Regions from separate parts of the Mus musculus genome. Here region 1 is linked to region 2. The links are chromatin contacts, called in public Hi-C maps. All regions are on one chromosome and are shown on one strand. Each heading gives the region's core, a stretch centred on a gene start, on an enhancer-like site or on the middle of the called end of the contact. The rest is flanking DNA. Distances are from core to core; before and after follow the strand shown.

What was found. Hi-C and Micro-C count contacts between places; a contact is called where the count stands out from the background.
Region 1: a Hi-C map of liver shows a contact between it and region 2, with 2.6 times the contacts expected there. The contact joins the enhancer-like site here to the promoter of Cebpz in region 2. A contact is called at or near these places in 12 of 39 promoter capture datasets (the 3T3-L1 cell line, the C10 cell line, the HPC-7 cell line and 8 more), 4 of 484 Hi-C or Micro-C datasets (cortical neurons, liver, muscle stem cells and 1 more), 2 of 115 datasets of contacts at active chromatin or transcription factors (bone marrow-derived macrophages and embryonic stem cells) and 2 of 9 other capture datasets (adipose tissue and liver).

The regions. Positions count from the first base shown.
Region 1 is chr17:80,016,713-80,020,920 of GRCm38.p6, reverse strand. No RefSeq gene overlaps it. Among named protein-coding and RNA genes, the nearest start is that of Gm22215, 15 kb to the left of the region's middle. Within about 2 kb of position 1,575, at least 23 of the 459 cell types and tissues checked have an H3K27ac peak or open chromatin away from gene starts, as enhancers often do. A contact at or near this core is called in liver and muscle stem cells, where this site is marked.
Region 2 is chr17:78,934,786-78,939,377 of GRCm38.p6, reverse strand. Cebpz (CCAAT/enhancer binding protein zeta) reads left to right here and starts at 2,308. Exons shown (of 16, transcript NM_001024806.2): 1 at 2,308-2,503; 2 at 3,311-4,592. The coding sequence starts at 2,348. Ndufaf7 (NADH:ubiquinone oxidoreductase complex assembly factor 7) reads right to left here and starts at 2,243. Exons shown (of 10, transcript NM_028611.3): 1 at 2,177-2,243; 2 at 1,724-1,887; 3 at 757-837. The coding sequence starts at 2,213.

The DNA of each region.
Region 1 (4,208 bases), core at 326-2,825, 1.1 Mb before region 2:
GTTGTAGGGTATCCACCAGAGGTAAGCTCAGACACAGATTTAAGCTAATAGAAAGTCTTCATTAGCAGGCCAGCAACTACATTAAGTGTTTGGGATCCCAATGTAACAAAGAGCCTTCCTCATGGTGAGCTTTTTTCTTTAGTTGTGAAGATTTATTTATTTATGTATATAATGTTTTGCCCGTGTGTATGCCTCCTTGCCAGAAGAGGGCACCAGATCTCACTATAGATGGTTGTGAGCCACCACGTGGTTGTGGGACTTGAACTCAGGACCTGTGCAAGAGCAGCCAGTGCTCTTAACATCTTTCCAGCACTCAGGTTGAGCTTTTAAGCACACACAAAAACAAACAACAAACAAACAAACAAACCATGTTCTGGGTTGAGATACTTCAGTTAACAAGGACAGTTAGTTAGAAGTGGAATTATAGAAGCCAAAGAGCAAGGTTAGTGCACGTAGACTTTCCCACAACTATGGACTTTATTTAAAAAAATGTTTTTGTTTTGTTTTTGGAGACAGGGTTTCTCTGTGTAGTCCTGGCTATCTTAGAACTCACTCTGTAGACCAGGCTGGCCTGGAACTCAGAGATCTGCTTGCCTCTGCCTCCAAAGTGTGGGGAATAAAGGTGTGTGCCACCATGGCTAGGAACTATGGAGTTTGGTGGATTAGGTCTGTTTTAGTTCTGGCAGGTGGTGCTCTGTACCTGCTGAGTTTTACAGCACGAATGGTCCTAACATCATGTGGTCAGCTGTGTTAAGGTCTCAGGGTCTATTGAGGTTGAGGGTCCTGTTGCATCCCTGCCCTGTTTGAGACAGAGTTTCCTATGTACCCCAGGCTGCCACTGGTCTGGAATTTGGAGTGCTGGTGTTCTGCCTAAACCTTAGTTCTGGAATTACAGGTTACAGGCATGTGATAGGACTTCCACCTCATTTTCTTAAACAGCAATCTCTGTTGCTACTCGTGTTCTGGATATTCAGTGCCGTTGTCGCCTACAGCTTTCCCTGTGTGTTTCTAAGTTTCATTTTAAAAAGGAAGGAAGGAAGGAAGGAAGGAAGGAAGGAAGGAAGGAAGGAAGGAAGGAAGGAAGGAAGGAAAAAGACAGAAACAAGCAAACAAGCAAACAAACAAACAAACAAACAAGACTTATTTTATGTGTCTGAATGTTTTGTCTAATGTGTCCGTGCAAATGGTGTGTGTCTGTTGCCTGCAGGCATCAGGAAGGAGCACCCTCTGGGACGGGAAGCATCTGTAGATGGTTGTGAGTCACCATATATGTGCTGGGAATTGAACCTGGGTTCTCTGCAATAGCAGCAAGTGCTATGAACCTCTGAGCCACCTCCCCAGTCTCCTCTAAATTTTTAAATTGATCTGGGAGTGTCAAATGGATTTTTTTTTCTTTTAACCTTTTCTTTCTCTCATTAGACGATTATCTTCCGAGTCTGCCTTTACCCCGTTGGTGTGCCTCCTGCAGTGAAAGCAGGAGACCCTTTCCCTGGTTCTCTGCTGGTGGCTGTGTGGCGCCACCTGTTGTCTGCGAGCACCGGAGCCCGAGCGTGCGCAGTCTCACAGTGGCAGTTTAGGATAGTTGACAGGCCAGTGCCCTTGGCGTCACTCGTACTGCAGGATCCCGGGTGCTCCAGCAGGCCCCTGCAACGCTCAGCTCAGGTGCTCTAGGGACCAAACTCCTGGGGGCCTTTCAGTTACAAGCCCAAGTTCATGACCCGGGGACGTGCTTTCCGCCCCGGGGCTCAGGGCGCGGGGCAGAACTGGGCAGGGCTGCAAGGTCCAGTGTGGTGCAGGGCAGCTGGAGGCAGCCCCTGAGCCAAGCCAGCTACGTTGTCCAGGGCAAACTCAGCTGAGAAGGGCGTGCGTGCCTTTTGCCTATGGGATTCCCTTAACATCCCTAAGAACTTGAAATCAATGTGTTAATGCATATAGTCCTCTAGGTATTTTTTTCTTTGCATTCTTGCCTTTACAGTAGTATGCGACAGGTGTGACAACCAAGGAACTCAGTCTTCAAATAAGCAACGCGATTAGAGTGGGGGTGGGCTTTGTTTTCATCCTGAAGCTGGCAGATAAACCCTGCTCCGGGACGCTGGAGGGGATGACACAAGGTTGTGGTAGGGTGTTGTGTTTATAGGTACTCCAGGCGGGGCAGTCCCACCGGAGGCTAGGTCATCCCTTTCCTGCTACAACATACCAAGAAGATTAGAAAGGCTGGAAGAACACGTGCAGGGTGTGGATGCAGGGTGAATCCACAGAACTTCAATAGCTACCTGAAGGGAAGGTCTCTCTGGGCATATATACATATTATACATATTATATACATTATATACATATTACACACTGGCTATTCTGTATTGCTTTACAGTTGAGCAGACTCTGCTGGGGACTCAAGCTTGCAGGCCAAAGGTCACATGCTACACAGTAGCTCCTGTCACTCGAGGCTGGTTCTGGATGCCCCACCAAGGGCAAGATAAGATCCTTCACTGGGATCTGTCTGGAGAAGGTCAGATAAGGACCAAGCCCTTGGAGGCTTTTCTGATCAATGTCTAGATGGGTATACTGTGTGAATAGCGTGTCACAGAGCTTAACGGCATGTCTGGCTGTGAAGAGTCATGTCGAGGAAAAACTATTGGCAAATTTGCATCTGAGCAGGAATCTTCCTAAGGGAGAACAACTAAGCACACAGGCTCTACAGTATAAGTGCTGTAGTCTCTTGGGTTTGGTGAGGTAACTGCTTTGACAGGACCCAAAGGTTAGGGGTCACACCCTAGCCTTATTTATCCAAATAAATCCCATTCCTTCTGACTTCCGAGATGTATTAGTGATTTTCCTCATTGATATGATAAAAGACCCAGCCTATGGAAGGAAAGGTTTATTTAGAACTGTGTAGAGGCAGCTCAAGGCGGCTGGTCACATGGCAGTCACAGTCCAGAAACTGAGACAAATACTGACGCTCTACTCTGGCTCCTCCCACCTCAGTCAAACCTCAACACAGAGATGCCCAGGGCTTTGTCTAAACCCCAAGCCATCTCATGATGCTAAACCTTGCTTCAGGATCTAGATTTAGCTTTGTGTAGGAAATAGCTTTCCGTTTTAATCCGGTTTCAGTGTGAACCAAAAGAAAAGCTGGTTCAGAAAGATAATGCGGCGCTGTGTATGCATGTTTTATTTTTATTTTTATGTTTTGATAAGACCAGAGGCAGGAGCTTCCCGTAGAGAGAGAGGGAGAATGCAAATCACATTGGCTCAAATCTTAGTGCCCTTGACCATCCATCCTAGCTGCTTAACTAGAGTGAATTAAGGGAACCTCGAGCGTCCCCTAGTGGCCAATGTATGCCATGACTCTAGTAGAGTCATGGCTAGAAAGAAGTGTCGCCGCTCGGTCAATCAGCACAGCTTGGAAGAAGCACTCTAAAACACAGGGCCGGAAACCAAGACTATCAGAAGGCAACAGGGAGTTTACTTTAGAAGAAATAAAATGTCCAAGGACAACCACCTTTTTAAGTACATACGGACGATGGATACGCAGATGCTTTGTGTGAGATTCAGAACCAAAATTGGGCTGAGGGAATGAATTCCTGGAAAGCAGGTGTTTGGAGATTAACACTTGCTCCCTGGCCAGGCCGTGATGGCGCACACCTTTAATCCCAGCATTTGGGAGGCAGAGTCAGGAGGATCTCTGAGTTCGAGACCAGCTTGGTTTATAAAGGGAGGCCAGCCGGTGAAACCCTGTCTCGAAAACCAAACCAAACCAATACCAACGAAACCAAAACAAACAGTAGCAGCCCCAGCAGCAGCCGCAGCAGCAGCAACACCACCACCACCACCACCTTGATCCAAAACTTCACTCTCTGGAAATAAAGACCGTGTGAAAATGTCATGGGAGAATTCCAGGCAGACCCCTTTTGCTCTGCAGTCCCCAGCCCCAGGCTTTTAAGGGAGAGCCCTGGTTTCAGTACTCTGCTGCCAGTGGTGGGGTCTCTGATGAGATACATTCTGCATAGACTCCAGTGTGCTCATACTCACTGCACATCCTTTAAAAAGTCTGTTGCTTCTAGAAATATTTGAAAATATTAGGATAATTTGAAATATTTTGTCAAATCATATTCTGATTCGTGGCTTAAAAGACAACTGTAGGATTGGAGAGATGGCTCAGCGGTTAAGAGCACTGACTGCTCTTCAAGAGTTCAAATCCCAGCAACCAC
Region 2 (4,592 bases), core at 1,059-3,558:
AAGCTCACTCTCAGGGTGAAGGGTGCTAAGCCCCATGGCACAAATAAGCAATCACTTATACAAAGGTACCAGACTTTGGGAACAAAAGGACGCAGAACAATTATGCCACTTCTTCTTACTCATGATTTCCAGTGTTACACAACCCTTAAATATAATTTACTTTCTCAAGCCTAGATTTCACTTGTTTATGTACTATTTCCTATTTTTAAGTCATCAAAGGCACTTTTAGGGAAGTAAATGAGCCACAACCCTGTTTCTTCCAGGGAGACCGCCACCGTGATCTGATTAAGTCAGAGCTGGCAGTTAGCTCACTTGCTTCTCTCTCTCTCCCCATTCAATCACATTGTTCATGGTTTTCCTCTTCTCAAACCTTTTCTATCTTCCGTTGTCCTTCACATGTTTCCACCTTTTTCTTTTCTTTCTTTTTTTTTTTTTTCTTTTTTTGGTTTTTCGAGACAGGGTTTTTCTGTGTAGCCCTGGCTGTCCTGGAACTCACTTTGTAGACCAGGCTGGCCTTGAACTCAGAAATCTGCCTGCCTCTGCCTCCCAAGTGCTGGGATTAAAGGCATGTGCTACCACTGCCCGGATTCCTCTTCTTTTTCTATAGTGAAATCTGAGTTTTTCAAGTGTTCTAAGTTTTAAATATTTGATGACTCACACACACACACACCATAAAACACTATTACACATGAGCATCGCTTGCTCTGCCCTCAGTATCTATAACATTTCTTTTAAGGTCTACATGTTGGTTATTACCTCCCCGAAGATTTGGCTTATTTCAGGTGAAGTAATAAAGTCTCCTTTTTCTCCTAGCATATCCTGATGCACATAATATCCCTGAGTAAAAGAGGAGAAATGGAAAAGATTAATTTTCAAATAAAGCTTTCAAAAGTGCTCCACCAAAATTTTATGGAATGCTTACAGTGAAGTAAGTATTTACCAAGAAAGTTCTCTCTTCTGAAGTAACCAAGATAAGGACAGAGTCTTTACCTAAATTTTACATAGTAGTAGTCATTTTGCAAAACTCACCAAACAGCAATTACTCAAGTAGAAGGGCTGCAGACAAGATCATCTCTCTACTCCTTGCCCTCTCCCACTCTTCCATACCAATGCAAAGTCTCACTTTCTTCTCATTTTAGTTCTCCCTGGCATCCATTCAGTCTATTCAAACAGTGTCTTCACTGACTTCTCTCTCCAAAGACTCCCAACCCAAAACTAAATCCAGTGCTTTTTTTTTTTTTTAAATAAGACAACAATTACGTTTCTTACAAGGCTTAATTATCTGGGGAGAAGACTTTGTCTTAACTTCATATCCCAAGTTTTACCATAATGCTTAACCTTCAAGAAAGACTCAAAGCTTTCTTTTAGCCAGGCAGGTGAAGACCACCTAGAATCCCAGCACTCAGGAGGGTAAATAAGAAGATGCTGCAAGTTCAAGGTCAACCTCATACATACAGCGTTTCCCTTATACAAACAGCAGAAATCCACAACCCCGGTTAGAAAATCAGCATTCCTTTAACTCAGGAAAATTAAATTACATTCTGTCACCTAAACTCCGCAGGAATTTGTCATGACCTCTTTTTTGGCACTGCCCTTTAACGCAAATGACAGATAAGACTATATTCCAAGGACTTCGGCGGTGGCTCAACACCTGATGGCTCTAGAGGCCTTCGGGCTCCTCTGTGTACACACACTGGGTGGTTCACGCTCCCCCTACGTTTACCTTGGCTGGGTTAGTCAAAACCTCCTTCATGTACTCGGCCACAGTGATGGGACCTGTAGACTTTATTTTGTACATAAGATGCCGCAGCATCGGTGTCACCTGGTTGCTTTCTGCCGGCTCATTCCCGGAGCTGTAGCATTTCCCTCTCCAAATACAGGGAAGGCCTGAAAAGCACGATTAAGCACCGCCCGCATTAGATATCTCCATTTCATTTACACGCGCAGCAAGCAGCCTAAAGCTTGTAAGGATGCCTCGTTCATCACTAACTTCGCCCCAACGTCAGGACCCGATGGAGGCAAGGCATGCACCGAACCCATGACTACAAGCCCCTCCACACAGCTAAGCCTCTCTGTGGACCAGCTTCCTGCTCCAGCCCCAGGTGAGCAACGGAGGGACCAAGGAGCCGCGCCATACGGTTTCCATGGAAACAGGATCCTGCAAGGGGACTCTCACCCGCGCGGGCCACGCAGCGTCTCACCAAAGCATTCATTCCTACACCCCGAGGCCAGGCTCCGCCCCGGAGGCGGGGTTTAAACGGTATTTCCTGAATCGCCCTCGCAATAGGAAGTGCGTCACCGTAAAGCGGAAGTAAGCTCCGGGCTGCACTCGCGTGTCCAGCCCGCCATGTCGGCCGACCAGGAACCTGTGGCGTTCCTTGCCAAGCAGCCCTGGCGTCCCAAACAGGTGACAGAAGATCCGGATGAGGAAGACGAGGAGGATGGCGATGAGGGCAAGAATGGCTTCTCCCTGGAGGAGGTGTTACGCCTCGGAGGCACAAAGGTAAGGGCCGCAGGCTCTGGGGAAGGGGATGCTCACGGCTGCCGGGAAGGTGGGACCCGCAGCCCAGCCTCCGACCTGCTCTGAGAGCTTCCCACGCATTTACTGTTACCGCGCTTCAGTGGGAAAAAAAACAGTTCGGCTTGCATGTTTTCTCCTGGGTTTATGCCTCGTTAAAATGTAGGCGATCGGATTCTAACCACGTGGGCAAATGTTTTGAACACGACCGTATGTGTAATCTACATCTGCTAGGTTAAAAGGTTGGATTGAAGTCGCTAAAAGAACCTGCCAGTTTACATTAGCCTTTTATGAAAGTGCCTCTTCCTCCCTACACTACCTCATAAAGTACTTTCTATTATTGGAAGGAGTGTTGTATGTTTGTTGGTACACTCGTGTGGAAGTCAGAGGACAACTTTGGAATCGATTCTCTCTTTTATGTGACTTCCGAGGATCGGACCTAAATCACCAGGCTCCTTGGCATAGACTTGACCCACTGAGCCATCCCCTGCCCACTCAGATAAACCTTTAACCTTGCTCACCTGATGCATTACGAGTGCCTAGATCATTGCGATTTTCACTGGATTTTGTGACTGTCAGCTTGAGAATCTTTTCATATCTTGAAGAAGGTTCTTCAAAAGCCTTTTCCCTATTGTGTACCTATCTTTGGCACATTTTCCTGTTGGATATCTGTGAGTTTGCCAGATAATAGTGTAATAATTCATATGTGATGGTTTTTAAAAATGAAGTTCTTACTGAATTTCTGGGTTTGTAATACGGCCTTTTTTTTTTTTTTTTAATGTGTTTCTACAGCAAGATTACCTTATGCTGGCTACTTTGGATGAAAATGAGGAAGTGGTGGATGGGGGCAAAAAGGGAACCATTGACGACCTTCAACAAGGTGAACTGGAGTCATTTATTCAGAATCTGAATTTGGCCAAATACTCAAAGTCTTTGATTGAAGAAGATGAACCAGAGAAAAAGGAAAACACCAGCAAAAAAGAAGCAAAACTACTGAAGGTGGAGAATAAAAAACAAAAAGCAACAGAAGGAAAAAAGACATCGGAAAAGAAGGTGAAAAATAAGACTGTACCAGAACAGCGTCCTGAGAGCTGTCCCGTCTCCAAAGCAAAGAAAGATAAACAACCCGATGTGTTTGAATTTCTAGAGAGACAAACAATGTTACTCAGGCCTGGAGGCAAGTGGTACGACATGGAGTACAGCGGTGAGTATTCCTTGGAGCTGCAGCCTCCAGATGTCGTGTCCAAGTACAAAGCCCTGGCCCAGAAGCTGTATGAGCACGAAGTCAGCTTATTCAAGAGTAAGACAAACAATCAAAAGGGAGGCTCTTCCACCTGGATGAAGGCCATCGTGTCATCAGGGACACTAGCTGACAGGATGGCGGCCATGATCCTTCTAATCCAGGATGATGCTGTCCACACTCTGCAGTTTGTAGAAACCCTGATGAGCCTTGTGAAAAAGAAGGGCAGCAAGCAGCAGTGCCTCATGGCGTTGGACACGTTCAAGGAGTTGCTCATCACAGACCTTCTGCCAGACAGTCGGAAGCTCCGGGTTTTCAGCCAGCATCCTTTCCACAAACTGGAAGAGTTGTCCAGTGGCAACAAGGACTCGAGAGATAGAAGACTGATACTGTGGTATTATGAACACCAATTGAAACACTTGGTAGCAGAATTCGTCCAGGTCCTCGAGACTTTAAGTCATGATTCCTTGGTAACCACTAAAACGCGGGCCCTGGTAGCTGCCCATGAGCTGCTCTGTGATAAACCCGAGGAGGAAAAGGCTCTTCTTGTGCAGGTGATAAATAAGCTGGGAGATCCTCAGAACAGAATTGCTACGAAAGCCTCCCATCTGTTAGAAGTGTTACTTCGGAAGCATCCCAATATGAAAGGAGTTGTGTGTGCAGAAATAGAAAGGCTACTCTTCCGCTCAAATATCAGCCCCAAAGCTCAGTATTATGCAATTTGCTTTCTAAACCAAATGGTCCTCTCCCATGAAGAAAGTGAGTTGGCTAACAAATTAATTACTCTTTATTTTTGTTTCTTTCGGACTTGTATCAAGAAAAAAGACATTGAAT